3 separate regions of the Zea mays genome follow, and all the other regions are linked to region 2. The links are chromatin contacts, called in public Hi-C maps. All regions are on one chromosome and are shown on one strand. Each heading gives the region's core, a stretch centred on a gene start, on an enhancer-like site or on the middle of the called end of the contact. The rest is flanking DNA. Distances are from core to core; before and after follow the strand shown. Region 1 holds the start of LOC100383499 (Remorin family protein). Region 2 holds the start of LOC100283948. Region 3 holds the start of LOC100382162.

What was found. A called contact is a pair of places that touch in the nucleus more often than the background predicts.
Region 1: a Hi-C map of tassel shows a contact between it and region 2, with 2.8 times the contacts expected there. The contact joins the promoter of LOC100383499 here to the promoter of LOC100283948 in region 2. A contact is called at or near these places in 3 of 25 Hi-C or Micro-C datasets (bundle sheath, endosperm and tassel).
Region 3: a Hi-C map of endosperm shows a contact between it and region 2, with 4 times the contacts expected there. The contact joins the promoter of LOC100382162 here to the promoter of LOC100283948 in region 2. A contact is called at or near these places in 2 of 25 Hi-C or Micro-C datasets (endosperm and tassel).

The regions. Positions count from the first base shown.
Region 1 is chr7:130,904,406-130,907,339 of Zm-B73-REFERENCE-NAM-5.0, forward strand. LOC100383499 (Remorin family protein) reads left to right here and starts at 1,261. Exons shown (of 8, transcript NM_001176147.1): 1 at 1,261-1,535; 2 at 2,083-2,164; 3 at 2,286-2,399; 4 at 2,485-2,934. The coding sequence starts at 1,338.
Region 2 is chr7:131,177,429-131,180,552 of Zm-B73-REFERENCE-NAM-5.0, forward strand. It overlaps LOC100283948, which reads left to right and starts at 1,769. Exons shown (of 2, transcript NM_001371965.1): 1 at 1,769-2,437. The coding sequence starts at 2,204.
Region 3 is chr7:130,884,124-130,887,124 of Zm-B73-REFERENCE-NAM-5.0, forward strand. It overlaps LOC100382162, which reads right to left and starts at 1,505. Exons shown (of 1, transcript NM_001365473.1): 1 at 187-1,505. The coding sequence starts at 1,369. The coding sequence ends at 422.

The DNA.
Region 1 (2,934 bases), core at 11-2,510, 270 kb before region 2:
ACACCTCTCTTTCATAGTATAAGAGAAGGGAGAGGATTACATATCGGTTGGACTATGGTTCCCTGTTAGCTACAATCCAACAATCCTAATCTTATCCTGGTCGTGGAGTCATACATAAAGCCATACCTTAAGTCATGCCACATTATTGAAGATGTCATCCTATAGTGGCAAACATATCTGTCGCAGGGGCAGGTATGTTATGTCAATTAATGGTAATAAAGTCCACATTGTTATGGCATAGTTGGTAATTAATTTAGTATTTTGTACTTTATAATATTTTCCTGTTACACTAGCGTGCCAACATGTGGCTGTAGGATTGATGGCACATATTGAATATGATCTTGACTACACTTACTGCTTAAGTCTTGGCAAGAGTGTATCTATCAGACCATACATCACATTTAATGTGGTGTATGAAAACCTTAATTATCCGAAGTACCATGAGACCATCCTAAGTAGAACTTGAACATGAGATCGTGCTCTTGGGGCATCAATGCCCATAGCAAGGAGCCAACTATATTCCTTTAACTTGTGAATGCCTCCACTCCATACTTAGTCAATGTAGGAGCTCCTATCCCCCAGGCCTCGGACACCCTCGACTCCAAGGTGTGGTCATTTGAATTATCTGAGGCCAGGTATATTAGATATTTAGTTCAGCTATTAGCTATTTTTGGTAAATTAGTTAATAGTTAGATAATTATTTGTTAGCCAGCTAATTTTATTAACAATTTTTAGCTAAATAATTATTAGTTATAGTGTATTCAAACACCCTATAAGGTGGAGGGCCTCTCCTAGGTTTTTTTTTCGTGCTGTTATAGTTTGCACCAAATTGTTTATCACTGTTTTAATGGTCTGTAAGTTTAACTGCGCCTCATAATTCTTTTTCTCCCGACAAAACACGTACCATAGGAAGATCACCGTTCACGCAAAACAAAAATAAAACTTGTCCTAACTCCGAAGCAACGCAACAGGTCAAATCATCATGGCCACTGCACACCAGCAACGGCACCGGCACGGACGTGGGCGCCGCGCCGCTCCAGGTCCAGGTCCAGGCGAACCATCACAAAAAATAATCCGGAAGCTATCAGTCGAGCGCATCATCACGCGACATTCTTGATGCTCAGTTCACCTCACCTCACCGGCTCACCGCACCTTGTGTCAGTCACCCTCCTCGAGATGCCGTTCCTGCCTCCACGTCGCAGTCCGCCACAGCGACCTCTATTAAACGGCAACAACTCATGCTGCCCCCGCTGCCACACCCGCCGCTTATCATGCGCTGGCGAAGGCGATTGAGCGAGTTCAGCGGCTAATAGATTTTCAGTTTTATTTCCGGGAGAATGCGGGGTGGCGGCGGGGCTTCCTGGCTTTCGTTTCGCGGCGTGGTGGTGGAGGAAGAAGAGGCGGTGGTTTCGGCGCCGGAAAAGCCAATGCGGCGGGGGCGGCGGAGGTGGGGAGCGGAGGTGGACGACGGCTACTCGCCGAGCTCCACGGGCGGCGGCGGGAGCAGCTGCTGCGATTCCTTCGGCTGCGACTCGGTTGGTCCTGGTCTCCTGGTCCTTCTTTGCTGAGCTTCTTGCCCTCTCTTTCTGATGCTTTCAATTAGATGGCCCATGGACGAATCTACTTTTTGCTTGGTATCGAACGCTATGAGGAATGGAAACATTTTTGAGCTGGCATTCACCTTTTGGGGTGAAAAGATTGAATTTTCAGCACTTGGACGTGGTCGCAGATGGAAAAGATTTAGTTCTTCACTAGTAGCATCATGGCGCCATGCCGATCTAGGTTACCTATGGCCTGTCTCAGCGTCTCTGATCAGGTGACCGCAACCCTTTCACAGCGAGCGAATGGTACAGCAAGAATGTGTTATCAGCGAAGTAGACAAAAGTAGGAGGGTCCCAAAGTTTCTTGACTTGAGCTATAGACATCATGATCACCATCCTAGATCCTTATAGCAACAAAAAGGAGGCTGCTTTTTTTCCCCTCAGACAAGAGAAAATGAGCGCCATTGGATTCTCTTCACCTTTCTTCCTTTCTCTGAGATCTACTTTTAATCACTGAGGCTATGATGATGGTTGCCTGCAGCCTTTGGCCGGGTTCGTGCGCCCAGATGGTGACCCAGACACAGATCTGGAGACAGATGGGTTGGCCACTTCCACCTCCAGTGGTAAGCACAACTGCACAACGCTGTAACCAGCTCACACTTTGGATTCTTACTAGTGTCTCCGTCGGTCTGAGAGCAACCTGACCACCCTTTAAAACGAGCTTGTGTTGTTAAGCTTCTGCAGCCTTTACCGAGCGGCAGGACGACGAAGCGGAAGAGGCGCTGTACGGGGTGAAGGAAGAGGAGTGGGCTCAGATACAAGAACCAGCCAAGAATCCGGCATTCCGTGCCACCCCAGGTACTGTATTAATTTTGAGTCTTGCATTAGATTGGGTTGTGCGGGGTTCCTAATTTTGTATGCTTGCATGTATGTTGTTTGACAGAATGCCACAAACAGCGGTACCGGACGGATGCTGCTGTTCTTTTGCATGGTAGGAAGGGGTCGAAACAGCGGCCGGCCTCACTTGACCTCGGTAGCCCTGGGTTCCATGGAGCCACGTTTTCTCCAAGTTTCGTGATTGGTGGTGTGGGGTTGATGAACAAAGGACTTGGAGCATCAGTCATCAGGTCAGACGTGTTTCATAGTCCTGGGACGCCGAACTATCCGCGCCACCGTGCATCAGTGTTAGGGTGCCATAAAGGGTGGAGCTCTGAGAGAGTTCCACATCCTTCTAAAGGAAATAGGCGGTACCCAGGCAGCAGCATGGCATTTCCTTACAGCAATGGGAGGACATTGCCCTCGAAATGGGAGGATGCAGAGAGGTGGATCTTCAGTCCCAATTCCAGCGACGCGCTTGGAAGAACTACGGTTGCTCATGCTCGGCGACCGAAGT
Region 2 (3,124 bases), core at 519-3,018:
ACTTGGCATAATATAATCATTGTTATTAGTAACGGTCATCCGATCTGATTTATAATGTAATGACTCGTTCCATTATGTGTTATTAAAGACCACCTAAAGTAAACTGCTCCCTCCGTTCCCAAAATAAAACATGTTTTACCTTTTTAGTTGATTTCATACAATAGTTAATACGTTTGTTTTATATATATGTTTTTAGATTCATCATCGCCATCCATTTAAACATTGACATAAAAAATGAAGAGCTAAAATTAAACGACTTAATGTTTTAGGATGGAGGGAGTATATGTCGTTGGAGAGTTCTAGAAACGCCATTCTAGACCTCTTTGTACTACAGTTATGTAAAACCATAACATTCAAACAGAGTCTGAGCTATTTTTGACTGATGACGAGCCCTAAGTCTATACATAAACCTCCAATATATATAGACGGGTTGAGGGTTCAAAGACCATTACTACTAAGTAATTTGAGTTAAGAGAAAGTTAATTGCGCACTAGTAGTTAAAGACAGCTAGATGAAATTAGACATCAAGTCCGCCTAGTATAAATACAGTAGTACAATCCGCGTCGTCAGTGTGACGGCATGGTCGACGCGCCGGCCGGGGCTGCGTGTGCGTGTCAAGCTCGGCCCGGCCGATGATTTCACTTTCCCGGCGCCGTTTCGTGTGCCGATCGACGAAAAAGTCCAAGCTTTAATGATCGTGGTAGCCAGCCATCTTGTTCGCACCTACCTCGAATCTGTTTTTGTTTTGGCACGGAGAAGAAATGAAATCAACGGCTGATGAAAGTAACTACTAGAAGTTAGTGATAAGTTACGATAATTCAAAGTAGCTAGTACGTCAGCTTATTATTCGATCTGACTGCAAGCATCATCGATATCGACGGCTTGCACACACGGTAGCTAGTTTCCTTTTTTTTTTCACTTTTCGTTTTCAAAGTCCAAGAGTTTTAAATTTGCCGCAGCGAAGTTTGGCTGGCGCGGCTGTTGCGCGTACGTGTAGGGAAAGGGAAGGGATCAGTCATCAGTGAGAGCACTCACGCGCAGGCGGGCGCGGCTTCTTCGGGGTCCGCGGAAGCGAGATGTGGACAAATCGGGGGTGTGCCGCACCGCAGTGGAGTGCGACGAGCGCTCCGAGCACAAGTCCGCGCTCGCGCGCGCATTTTCCACGCGCCTTTGGGTGGTTTACTTTCTCTCCCGGCGACGGCGAGGCAGGCGCCCGCCAGCGTCACAGGTGGTGACGAGGCATTCCGGTGCCGAGGAGGATCCAAAGGACAGTCGGTTCGTCCTGGCGCGGTCGAGACGGGCCGGGCCCTCCTCCCTCCTGTGCGTGGGAGCCAGCCAGCCAGCCAGGAGCGGCGGGCCCCGCTTGGGCGAGCGACGAATTTTCGGGCGCTTTGACTCGGCTCGGCTCACGGCTCCTGGATATTGGACGACAAAGCGGTGGAAGCTTCTTATTTGGACCGGCCGCGGGCCGGCTGCAAGGAAGAGCGGCTGAAAGGGGTGGGCGAGCTGACTGCTGAGCATACGTACCCGCGCGAAGAAGCAGACGGAGGTCATCACGCTACCCGCGCGTGGCCAGTACCAGACAGACTCCTACCTACACTCAGAAAGCAAGAAGCCCAACGCCGAAAGCAACCACCGCGCTGGTCTCTCGCCTGTGCCGCCCTCGATCGCGCGTGAAGAGAAGCCCCTCACTTCCGTCCTCCTCCTGTCCTGTCCAGCTACCCCGGCCCCGACCCCGATAAAGCCCGCCCTTTAAATCGGCGGATCGAGGCGATGAGCGCCTCTCGCGACGCCAGGGCGGAGAGCTAGCCGGCCGGGAGCCCACACGCAGCTGGAAGCACCAGACCGATCGTGCCGGCCGAGCGGCGGCGCAGGCGCAGGCGCTTACATGGGAGTAGAGGCGGGCGGGTGCGGGCGGAGGGCGGTCGTCACCGGGTTCTACGTCTGGGGCTGGGAGTTCCTCACCGCCCTCCTTCTCTTCTCGGCCGCCGTCGCCGCCGCAGACTCCTACTAGCAAGCTACCAACCTTCTTTCTTTCATTCCCTTAGGTAGCTCAGCCGTACACACAACAACACACAAGTCATCAGTTACTAGCTAGTTAGTAGCCTATACAACACATACATACATACAAAGGTGAGTGAGGTTCGCGTGCAAGCAGAGCCAATCGTGCCGATCGAGCTATATACATAGCCGGCGGCGAGGGATGGGAGAAGCGGCCGCGGCCGTGGCGGCGTCGAAGAGGGGCGGCGGGCCGGCGCCGTTCCTGACCAAGACGCACCAGATGGTGGAGGAGCGGGGCACGGACGAGGTGATCTCGTGGGCGGAGCAGGGCCGCTCCTTCGTGGTGTGGAAGCCCGTGGAGCTGGCGCGCGACCTCCTCCCGCTCCACTTCAAGCACTGCAACTTCTCCTCCTTCGTCCGCCAGCTCAACACCTACGTGAGTACACTACGCCGCCGCTCCGGCCATCATCTCTTCTACTACGATCGATGCAATATATCACCTGTCGTCGTCGTTTAGTGATTGCAAAACACATACACTTGGTTTCCGTATTAAATTAATCAGCTAGCTAGCTAGATGATCGTTCTCTGCTCTATGATCTGTTAGTTCTGAAGCATGTTGTTGTTTTCGTCTGTGCTCGATAAATTAAGCTATGTTATGTGGTCGACGAGCGAGCCTTCCAGGCAGCTACCGTACCGTCTTCCAAGGAGTATATGCGTGTGAGCGTGTCACGGTTCGTAGGAAGGAGTGCGTCAGTCATGACACATCTCTACCACCCTTTAATTCCTTTCCCACGCAAAGCATGCTTGTCGTTTCAGAGCTAGCTGAAGAGGAATGACCTGCGATAACACTTGAAGATTAGGGTGCCGGTGCGGGTCTGAAATTACACCTGTGGGTACGATCGTGATTTAGATAGACGACTTCACGGATGTGATTACAGGAGTTTTTTTTTTTCTCTACCTGATCTAAGGCCCTGTTTGGGAACACAGTTTTTTCAAACTGCAGTTTTTCAAATACTAAAGTATACTTTAGTCATGACATTACTACAGTTTACAATGCTTCAGTTTTCGAATACAACAGTATTCAATACATCAAGGTGTTTGGGAAAAACTTTGGTTGAGACCA
Region 3 (3,001 bases), core at 255-2,754, 290 kb before region 2:
ATCTGTTTTGGAGATGGTATTGCGGTCCAAATAAGAAGTTTGCTCTGTGGATTCATGTCCATCTGTTTGCTCTCTGCAGCTGTCTGTAGATTCATGTCCATGATACCATGTTTATTGTCATAGCTTGGTAGCTAAGCTCATTCTCCGCGCCCAATTAACAAATTTTATAAGCAGTTTAATGCTTTTCACAGGTAAACAAAGTTATTGACTTGATGTTTATAATTGCACCACAACATAACCAAATATCCATATCCCACATCTCTGAATGGTTTGAATTGACTGTAGTGTTTATTCCAATAACTCATCTAGGACACTCTTGGGAGTACAGACAGTAAACAATCGCCTGAGAACGGCTGCGCCGTAGCTAGGACGTCCGGTTTTGCGGCGAGCTGCTAGACCTTGCTGTGCCCTGAGGAGGTCATCACTGGTCCGCAAGGAAAGCAACCACTCGATCCATGACCTCAACCGCCTTGTGGCTGCCGGGGTTGAGGACGAAGAAACCGTGGTCCTCACCTTCCGTCTCGAACCACTCCACCTTCCCGCGCCACCCGCTGGCCCGTACGGCCTCGCAGTATCCGGGCCCCCTCGGCGCCCTCGGGTCCAAAGACGCCGTGCAGACGAGCAGCCTTTCACCCACTAGCTTCTCCAGGCTCGGCGCGCCGTCCGCCATCGGGTTAATCCTTGGATCGTCCGCCCCGCCGGTCGCGCCCGGGAAGATGACCGCCCACCTGCTATTGTTAGATCGCCAGAACTCCTCTTCTTCTACATCCATCTTCTGTTCGCCGGAAAAGGAAGGGTGGAGCAGGATCACGCCTTCTATGCGCGGTGGTTCAGCGGCCGGCAAGCCGCTCACGCCCACAGAGATGGCCATGTTGTGGGCAATGTTACCGCCGGCGCTGATGCCGACCAGGAAGACGCGGCCGAGGTCGCCGTGGTCGGACAGCCACTGGTCCGCGCCGGAGACCGCCCACTTGAGCGCGGCCCAGGAGTCGTCGTAGGCTGCCGGGAGCGGGTGCTCTGGCGCGAGGCGGTAGTCGGCGGAGACAGCGACGACGCGTGCTCTGGCGACCAGCGAGTTGACATAGCGATGGTACATAGGCTCGCGGGCTGAGCCGACGATGAAGTAGCCGCCATGGAAGAAGACGACGACTGGGAGCTTCGTCGTGGCTCCCTGGACTGGTGGTAGGTAGAGCCGCACGGTGGCGCCGGTGGCGACGTCGATGACGACGTCTTTGGATGCCACGCCCGTGTCCGCGTCGAAGCCGGCGGGCACGGTTTCCATGCGTTGGGCCGCACGCTCGACTTGGCCGTCCATGTAGAGTTTGAAGGAGCTGCAATCGAAGGCGATCACTCTGCTGCTGGAATCCATTGCCCTTGCCCGGCACGTGTAGCAAGCTGCGGCGGCGTGCACTGGAGTGGCTGCACAGGAAGAAAGGCTATCCTTGTTCCAATCTTCTGCACCTGCAGGCGGTAGAGTATTTGATGAGAACCCTCACTCTTTCTCATGATGTGACTAGCTTTGTCGTTGGAATCATTTCTCACGTCACGGCTGGGCTCCAAGAAATTGGCCAGCGCAGGCGCAGCACATACTTTACCAACAATTGGAGGTCCTGTCCAGACTGTCCAGTGCTCCGTCATTCGGTCGCTCGGCGATGCCGATGGCCAGGTGGGTCACGTGATCCATGAGATGTGCGACCAGCTTTTGCTTGGCCTTGCTTAGCCAGGCGAGGCTTGACTTGCCCAGTGAGAAGAGCCAATTCGGTTCTCCCGGATTAGCGATGAAAATCTCCTTTGCATGAAATTTATTTAAATTTCGGGCTATAAGAATTGTTACCCGAAATCACATCGGGTTTCATACAACTCGAAAAATCGGGTACCGAAAAATCGGATTCGGATATCGGGTATTCCCGAAGTACCCGAAAATTCTTCCAATCATGCAGTTGGCCCAAATAATACGTCGATTGAGCAAGTGCTGGAGAAAACCTTCGATGATTATTTGTCTTGTAAGAATGTGTTTTTCCCTCATAATAATGGCAGTCTATATAACGACAGAAAGTGTTTCTCTACATGAATGCTTTCTTGATAAGAAATGACAAATCTGTTTCTCAGCAACTTTATTCGTATATATACTATTGGGTAAAACACATCATGAGCGAGAACAATAAAAAACTCACGGGCGTCGGGTGGATGCTGGCTTCGGCGGTTCAGTTGGATAAAACAGCAAAGACAAACATAATACATAAACAGGCTAACGGGCCGTGGGGCACTGCCGCGGTGCCGCCCGTACTGGGCTGAACCGTTGAGGTTTGGGAAGTTCGGGTACCCAAATTAACCAAAATGACTTCGGTTTTTTATAGCTAGTATCCAAATTTCCCAAATAAATATCGGATTCTGGGTAATTCGGGTTCGAGTTCGGTTATCGGGTTACATTTTTTTTGCCCAGCCCTATTTGTAGCGGATGCAAATAGACCTGCAAAAATGAAGGCGAAATGAATGAGGGGAGGCGAAGACACTTTTAGCAACCAACCTGTCGGCGTTTCGACCCCATGGGGTCCCTGGACCGACGAGTAAATTGCCGCTGCGTGTCCCAGCCCAGATGGGTCGGCGCGAGACGGAACACAAAGGGGGGAAAACAGCAAGGGGAAACCGCGGCCTTCGTGTTGTCCTGCGCCCAGGACGGATGCGCTTGCAGTAGGGGGTTACAAGCGTTCGCGAGGGAGAGAGAGAGACTGTCCGCCAGCCCGTTCTCCCGCGCGGCCACCCTCTCGTACGGGAGCCCTGGGCCTTCCTTTTATAGACGTAAGGAGAGGGCCCAGGTGTACAATGGGGGGTGTAGCAATGTGCTAACGTGTCTAGTAGAGAGGAGACAGAGCCCTAAGTACATGCCGTCGTGGCTGTCGGAGAGGTTTTGGCACCCTGTTCATGTGATGTCGTGGCCGTCGGAGGAGCGTTTGAGCCCCGTGGAAGTACAACTGTCGGGGCTGTCGGATCCTTGCTGACG